Regions from separate parts of the Podarcis muralis genome. Here region 2 is linked to region 1. The links are chromatin contacts, called in public Hi-C maps. All regions are on one chromosome and are shown on one strand. The core of a region is the stretch at or near the end of the contact, and the rest is flanking DNA. Distances in the headings are between cores, read along the strand shown.

Region 1 (4,050 bases), core at 1,189-3,688:
ACTTGGCTACGAGTGATCACCAAAGAAGAAGACAGTGCAAAGCTATCAGGGAGAATGGCCTAGTGAACTGGTTAAACACGTGACATTTAGTTCACAGGAATTACATTGCCACACATGAACTCTCTCCACATGGTCTACCTCAATGGGTCACTGTGAAAGTAAATAAGAGAATCATCACTTTCACTAGTGGCTTCAGTACGGGGCACATTGTGTATGTTTCAGTTTGGGTGATAACCTGGCTCTGCATAACATAACTTTATCCATTAATTTATATCATCAGTACACGCTATAGAGGTAAATTGATAGCCCTTGACCTATGCTACCATACTGAAGTATTCTAAACTGTAGACACTACATAATTAAGGCCTGGAGTATATGCAACTCCGCATTTATGTGCGTTCAAGGCATGCACAACCATGACCACACACATCGCCATGAACCTGGAAGTGCCCCCCCCCCAAAAAAACGCAAAAATGGCCCCAAAAGAGCGCAAAAACTGCCCAAAAATAGCTTCTAGCAACCCAACGAGCCTTAACAAGTGCAATTCCAGGAGCCTTTGCACTGACCTTGGAGAGGCCTGTGAAGAGTTGGAGTTTTGAGCGAGCAATTGTGGTAGAATTGCCTATATGGAATATTTTCATGAATCATGCCATATCTGGCCTTTAATTGTGCACTCACTTACCTGGGAGTACGTCCCATTAAACTCAATGGGTCCTTTTTCTAACAAAACAATAGAATGCTTAAACTGCTAATCCATGTTTGAATAATTTAAACATAGTGCATTCAATTTAAATAAACATACAAATATAATCTATTTAAACACAGCTTTTTAAAAATGTAGAAAACCACAAAGTAGTATATGTATGAAAACTGAAAGATGACACAGACTGCTTACCTGTAAGTCTCAGATCCAGAAGAAAGTTCTGGGACAGCTGCTTTTCAGCTTTGAGCTTAAACAGTTTAATAATTTCTCCAATTGTTGGAAGAGGTGGTAGGCGGAACATAGCCGCTTGTCTTGATGCAGCCATTGATTAAAAGTGTTACTCTTTGCCACTAGCAAAATATTAGGAGGAAAAGATTAAATTAGAACTTATTATATATTTGGCTATCAAGTTTTAAGAGGCCTTGACATTCTACACCCTCCCACATTAAAGCTTTTTTAGTTGGACCAGCAACATCCAACACATGCTTTCCGTCAGCATCAAACGTTCTAAAGTACCCAAAACTTTATGTTATATGTTTCTGAAGACTTTCTGACTGAAAATATGGCCTAGAGTGGATACAAATACAGTGGTACCTTGGGTTACATACGCTTTAGGTTACATACGCTTCAGGTTACAGACTCCGCTGACCCAGAAATAGTACCTTGGGTTAAGAACTTTGCTTCAGGAGGAGAACAGAAATTGTGCTCTGGCGGCGCGGCAGCAGCAGGAGGCCCCATTAGCTAAAGTGGTGCTTCAGGTTAAGAACAGTTTCAGGTTAAGAACGGACCTCCAGAACGAATTAAGTACTTAACCTCAGGTACCACTGTATTTATGTGTGGTTTAGGAAGCAGCACACGAGATAATAACAAGTTGCTCTTGCAATCCTGGTTGTTATATGTTGGGATGCTTCTAAACTCACTTCGAGAAAACATTCAAACCCCGCTTTTCGCAGCCCCCCCCCCCCTATGGCAACTCTACCTTGCCTTGCAAGAACCTGCAAGGGCCGTATATAGAAACACTGGTCTTCCGTGAGGGCAACCTACTCAAGTTTAGCAAGCAAGGCGCCACACGCCGCTCCTCTGCGTGAACTGAGGGGCAGAAGCTTTCGGGCTGCCAACTGGCTAAAGAAAAGAACCTCTCTTGGAGCCCGCTGACAACAGTTTATACACGTTTTTCACAGCATTTGATAATGGATTTGATAATGGTGGGGTCGAGGGAAGGGCATACCCCGCCTCCCGTCACGGGCTTCTTGGGCTCTAACCGAAAAGGCTCTCGGCCAGTTCACTGAAGGGAGTCGGCGTGAGCGCACAGGAGGAGCAGAGCAGCCGACAGAACCAGCCGCCGCGCGCTCAGGTCGCCGGTGCGCACGCGCAACGCGGGGAGGGGCGGGGGAAAACGCGCGAGAAGCGAAGGCGGGCGCTTGCAACTTACAGTTATGGGTCCGTTTCCCTCACAAGACGCCGCATTAGGAAAGAGGCGGAATGAAGTAAAACGACGAGGAACACAAATACCGGGGGAGGGGAGTGCTCGCTTGTTCCTAATGAGATGGAATACCCCTTTCCCCCCCCCACCTCCCTTAAATAAAAAAAAAAATGCCCTCATGACCCCGGATGCGGAAATCCGTATCATTCACCCTCTTCCCACTGCAGGATTGGAAAAGACGCTCTACCCCTTCTTCTTGTCTTCTCTCCAGGGAGAACTCCGCCCAACTGCCGACAGCCGCCCGCTCATTGGCTGGTGTTCATTAGCGCCTAAAGGGGGCGGGACGCACTTGGCTGCGTATAGCGCTCGAGGAAGGCGTTCGCCGCTCAACGCTTTATTGCTTCGCTGCCTTCTTCCGCCTCTTCGTGGTTTCCGGAGTTTTTCGCTCGCTGCTTTCCACCACCCAACTTTCTCAGCCAGCCCTCAAGAGCGAAGGGCGGGAAGATCTGAGATCCTTCTGTGGCATTTAAGCTCTTCCTCCATCTTCAGTGGAGATTTGACTCTGGGTCAGGATCATGCAATAAGGAATAACATAGGAGAGATCGGAGTCATAACAACAGATTCCAGCGAGAAAAGAGCGTCTCTGGACATGTGCAAAGTGCAGTTCCCCCTCTGCTTAGTAACCATGAGAGATAGTATTTTGGCCTTAGGAGATGAGGTTCTGTGAGAAGGTGTAGCTAGTATGTAGAATGCAATGCAGAATACTAACGAAAAGCTAATTTTTATAGCAATCAAGAACTCCCTTCTGTCATGCTGACCCTTGGTCAGGTCAGTCACATTTCCCCAAGTCTAGCAAAGGTGTGAGGGGATTTCATAGACTTCACACTGACAACAGAAAACAGCAAGAAATCTCAGTTGTTTTCTCAGCCAAGAGTTCCCAAGCTCTGGAACATGGACCATCAGTGGTCCACAAGCGTTATTCAGGTGGTCCACAGTGTGTGGATTTGTGGTTGAAGACAGAAGATGGCACATCTTTTGCATTAGATTGTTTTTTTAATTTTATTGTTATGAGTTGTGGCGGATGGGTTGTGCGCCCAAGCCCCCTTCTAATAACTGGATCCAGCACAGATTCAATTCTTGGAAGATCCAGGCTAGCTTTTGGGTGAGGTAATGCCCCTCTATCTAAGATAACTGTGTCATACAGCAAATTGGTGGGGGGCCCTCCCTCAACTCTCAGCTCTGGCTTTTGTCTAACTACCATCATTAGAAAGACAAAGGCAAGAAGTGAGAGTTGAGGCTGGATGCCTTATCTCTACTAAGTATAGAAGCTTATGTGTTATGTAAGATTAGTTTTGCAATTAGAAAATGTGGATTTTTAAAAAAATACAAAGTGGAAGTATACAAAAAAACCATTATTTTCAATCTTTAGATTTTGTTTCATTCTGAAAAATACTGTTTCATTTTACAGTTTATTATTGCTTACTTTTGAATTAGATATGGGGGCACCAAAATCAAGTGCTTAGGGCCTCTAAACTGGCCCTGCCCCCTCCCCTTAATCTAATTCCCCCCTTCTGTAGAAAATCTGATAAATAAAAAAAACTGTTGGTGACAACACATTTGCAGTATTAATGTCCTCTGTAAGCACCCAAACTTATCTTGAGAAATATTTCTACAGCTGTAGTTTTCAGTCTACAAGTGGTGAACATACAGCAACTTCATTTGTTCCATATTCTTAATTTAATCTGACAATAGTAAAGTGTTTCAGGTTCTCAATACTATGTCTTCATATTCAGTGGCAACGTCCAATCAATTCAACATTTGTGTCTTACACAGGTCCTGGGCACCACTTAGAATTAAGTGTTGGGCTGTCTCCTTTCTTGCTGGGTCCATGACCAACTGTTCTAGGGCACAAATTATTGAACAC
Region 2 (4,416 bases), core at 93-2,592, 270 kb before region 1:
CAAATTCATGGAGGGTAAGGCTATCAGCGGGTACAAGCCATGGTGAGTTTGGCCGTACCCTCCACTGTCAGAGGCAGTAAGCCTCTGAATACCAGTGGCTGGGAATTATATGTGGGGAGACCATTGCGGCACTCGGGTCCTGCTTGTGGATTTCCCATGTTAGCCACTAGTGCTGGCCATTGGTCTGAGGTAAGTGTTGTTCTTATGCTCACAACAGGTGGAAGGCAAGCAGCAAACACACCCTTGACAAGCCCAACATCAGGCATCTGGTACTTGGTGCCCTTAGGAGTCCAGCAGCAGTTCAGGTTAGTCCAACTCTGTCTCCACAAATGCTGCTCCTTTGAACACATGTATTTTGGGAGGTGGTCTCCCTTCCCGTTCTGGTGGCTTTTTCCATTCAAAGCACCCGAGGAAGACCTCCAGCTGTAACACAATCACAGACTTTTCTTTAGAGAAAACATCAACCAATCATTTGGCAAATGAGCTTGACAAAAAGGATGGCTGCCTTTTGGTTGTTTTAAAAAATGCATTTTTTGTTGCTTCCTGTGTTTTTGTTCTTACTGAATACTCTGTGTAGAAGAGTGTCTAAAGTTTTCTGTTGTAACTATTCAAGATTGTAAAATTCAAAACAAACCTACAATTTAACGATGACTGCAAATCCAATTTACGGTGCCAGTTACCCAGGAGTAAGTCCCGTTAAACACTGTAGGACTTAATTCATGAGAATACATGTGTGGCACTGCAAAGATGGTTATTTCATAAACATTGTTAAGAGCAGATTTAGAACAGCTATATTGTAACGGCATATCCGGTAGGGATATTGCTGAAAGAGCAATCCTATGTGTGTTTATGCAAATACCACTGTCTCCAGGGACCCTTACTCCCGAGTAAGCGCATTCAGGATTGCAGCCTCAGTCTGCAACGCTCTCCTCCCCCCTTGGGTGCGGAATCCATCTTGAATTCAGCTCGATGGGACTTCTGAGAGGGTGGGTGGGAGAGCAAAACAGCGCAGGATCCAGCAACGAGCCTGGCGGTGACAGCTCTCTTGTCCCCTCGCATCTCTTGCTAACCAACACAGAGACATTCTGCGCGCGCCTCTGCGCCCAGAGCTGACCAAAAGCTGCGTTCTTTTTCTGCCGCCGCCGCCCACCAAGCTGCACTACCTCCTACTTCCCTGCGAGGGGAGCTCGTCCTCAACCCTAGCTGCCTGTAGTCCGCCAAGGGGGGGGGGGTGGCGGAACTCGGGACGCCGCTCTGCGTCTCTTGCTTTCTCTGGTGTCCCGCCGTTCCTCTCGGCTGTCTGCCCGGCGTTTCGGTCGCCCGCTAGGGGCCGCTCTAGCCGGCATCTCGGCTGCTCTCGGAGAGAGAACTGCGCTGCTGCTGCTGCAAGCGAGCGAGCGAAGAGCCCTCCCGGCCGCCATATTGGTGCCCGCGCCGCAGCTATTGCGTGTTTGTCCCTGCAGCGCCAGCGGAGCCTGCCCTGGGGCGGCCCAGCGGAGCAAGGGAGGAGCCCCCTTCCCTTACCCGACTGCCCGCCCGCCACCCCGCCGCCGCCATGGCGACAAGGCCCGAAGGCCTCTGAAGGAAACCGGCCGCCGCCGCCACAGCAGGGAGCAGAGCCGCCGTCCCCCCTCCCGCTCAGCTCGTCGCCAGCCTCTTCCCTCCGCCACAACATGGAGGCCGTGAAAGCCTTCAACAGCGAGGTCTGTGCCCAGGGGCGGGCGGAGGGCGGCAGGGGCCCCGCTTCTGGTCGCCGGGGGCAGGCCCAGGGGCGGGGAGGCGCCGGGTGGCCTCTCCCCTCCCGAGAGGTACGAGGAAAGGAGAGGCCCTCGGTGCGAGGGAGGGAGGAGGAGGGTGGGGGGGGGCGCTCTCTTCCTTAGTCTGGGAGGCCCGGTTCCTATATAAACGATGAAATACAAGGGAGGGAGGGAATTGGGGAGAGGTGAAAATAAGAAACCGGCTGCTTTCCCTTTCTGGCCCGTGTTCTCCTGACCCCCCTGCTCCCTTTCCCCTCCCCACTTTCACCTTCTCTTTCTCTCTGCCCCGTTGAAATGCTGCCCTGCCCGTCCTTGTTTAAATACTGCCCGAGCACCTTCCGTGTGTCGCCGCCCCCTCCATCGTGACTGCCCACATTATGGCGGGGAGGGGGGGAGGTTAATAAGCCGCCGCCGCCCTCCCCCTTCCCTCCATGATGCTCGTCTATCTCTGCTGCAGTCAAAACTAAAACGCGCTGTACCAGCCTTTGCTTTTGTAGGTTATGTTTTGGGATATCGAGACAGCAACACTGCAGATGGTGGAAGAGGCCTGATAAAAGTCTGCGTCTCCGTTAGCCTGTTAAAGCAACAAGCATCACATGCACAACATTCCCCCTCTTCCCAGGAGCGTACCGAGTGGGTTTGCTGCTCCGCATGCAGAATATTATTACGCCAAATAGAAGGGTCAGATAGTTACAGTAGAAGTTGGCCTGTAAAAAAAAAAAAAGCCACCTTGCTATTGAAAATGAAAGTCTTTTTTGTATGCACGTTGGAGTTTGGATATGTCGCTTAATTTTGAAAAATATTTGGTCTGGAAAGAAAGGAAACCCCGGTTGCTGAGAATCTGCACAGACATGTGTCCTTGAATGAAATCAGTTTTTCACAATAAAGCTGTAAAACTCCAGTTGTACAAACAGCATGCAGCTTTATTTAGAAAAGTGATTTAATACTGTTTAAAAGTACACACTTTTCAGGGGAAATAAGTAGAAAGGAGAAACCAAACACACTTTTATTTACCAACTAGAGGCTAACGTTCAGAACTGCTATACTGTCATAAGAAGAGCTGCTGGATCAGGCCAATGGCCCATCTAGCCCAACAACTTGTTCTCACAGTGGCCAACCAGATGCCTGTGGGAATCACACAAGCAGGACCTGAGCACAAGAGCACTCTGACCCACTGGTATTCAGAGGCATACTGCCTCCCGACAGTGGAGGTGGAACATGGCCATTGTGGCTAGTAGCTGTTGGTAGTCCTATCTTCATGAATTAGTCTAATCCTCTCTTAAAGCCATCCAAGTTGGTAGCCATCACTGTCTCCTGTGGGAGTGAATTCTGTAGTTTTGACTATGCACGGTGTGAGGATGTACTTTTTCCAGCAGAGCTACAGCTTTTAAAACCAGTATGTGTACAGTATTCAGTTTCCAAAACAAACCTACATCTATGAATATGGCGGTACTGCATTATACTGCAAGGTGTACTTTTTTCAGCAGAACTCCAGCTTTTAAAACCACTATGTGTATTTAGTTTTCAAAACAAACCTACATCTATGAATATGATAGTATTACATGATACAATATATTGAAAGAGTGCATTCATGGTACCTTATATGGCAAGGCTGAAAGCCTGTGTACCATAATTCGGGAGTAAACCCTATGGAACCCAGTGGAATTTACATCCGAGTCAACAAGCATAGGAATGGGCTAAAAAGCTGCAGTTGCAGTATAGTTTTTTGCATTGAAAACAGTGGGACTTCACAGAAAAGTATCATTTGAATTGGACTAAATAAAAATTACATAGGACAGAAATTAAATACCATAGAACTATATATCCTTTGAAATCATCAGTATAAAACGTTTTATATGTTCTGGTGCTTATAATGTTAATAATAGTTAAAATAAGTTAAAATGATTTCAAGTGTTCATATTTCTTCACATCTAGTATTAATTGCTATCAATGCTATACAAATCTTCTCAGAAGCAAGCACCAATGAGTTCAATGAGATTTACTCCCAACTAACTATGTATAGGAATGCAGTCTTATGTTTGTACTTTTATTCACTTTTTCTTGGAACTATTGCATTTAGTGGACTTCTGATCAGGCATGCATGTAGTTTTAGCTCAGGAGTCCTCAAATATGATTGCCAGAAATTATATTTCAGTGACCAGCAGGGAAAGCATAAAGTGCACTTTTTGCTACAGTAGTGGTATTTTTAAGAGCATTCATAAATTCAGGAAGGCAGTGTGAGGGGTTTTTTTTTTTTTGCATTCTGCTCACAATCTGACAGTGACACTGGCATCAGGAAGTGAGGGGTCAATCTGGAAACCTGTGCAGAGGCCTCTGAGGTGACTCGCATTTTAAAGGCACCTGACAGACAAATGACTTCAGTTGTTTTTGGAGCCTCTGGAATTCCAGTTCTTGGAATTATTGTTAAAACAACACAAAATACCTCCCACCTCTCAAAAAGACAGAAAAGAAAATGGAAAAGGAAAGACACTGGAGCAACCATCCTCAGTTTAATATTGCATTCCCTTTTATTTTGTGGATAAATTGTTACCTACTCTGTGTTTCTGATATCCCAAGGTTCTTTTAGTGTGCAGTCAAAAGTTATTGTTAGAGTAGTCTGTTAATTGCATGATACATGAAAATAATATTTGAGATAGGT

The links. Hi-C and Micro-C count contacts between places; a contact is called where the count stands out from the background.
Region 2: a Hi-C map of tail shows a contact between it and region 1, with 5 times the contacts expected there. The contact joins the promoter of SCAF8 here to the promoter of TFB1M in region 1. A contact is called at or near these places in 2 of 3 Hi-C or Micro-C datasets (blood and tail).

The regions. Positions count from the first base shown.
Region 1 is chr3:54,514,085-54,518,134 of rPodMur119.hap1.1, reverse strand. It overlaps TFB1M (transcription factor B1, mitochondrial), which reads right to left and starts at 2,438. Exons shown (of 8, transcript XM_028723737.2): 1 at 2,301-2,438; 2 at 896-1,053. The coding sequence starts at 1,028.
Region 2 is chr3:54,781,858-54,786,273 of rPodMur119.hap1.1, reverse strand. SCAF8 (SR-related CTD associated factor 8) reads left to right here and starts at 1,342. Exons shown (of 22, transcript XR_003705926.2): 1 at 1,342-1,703.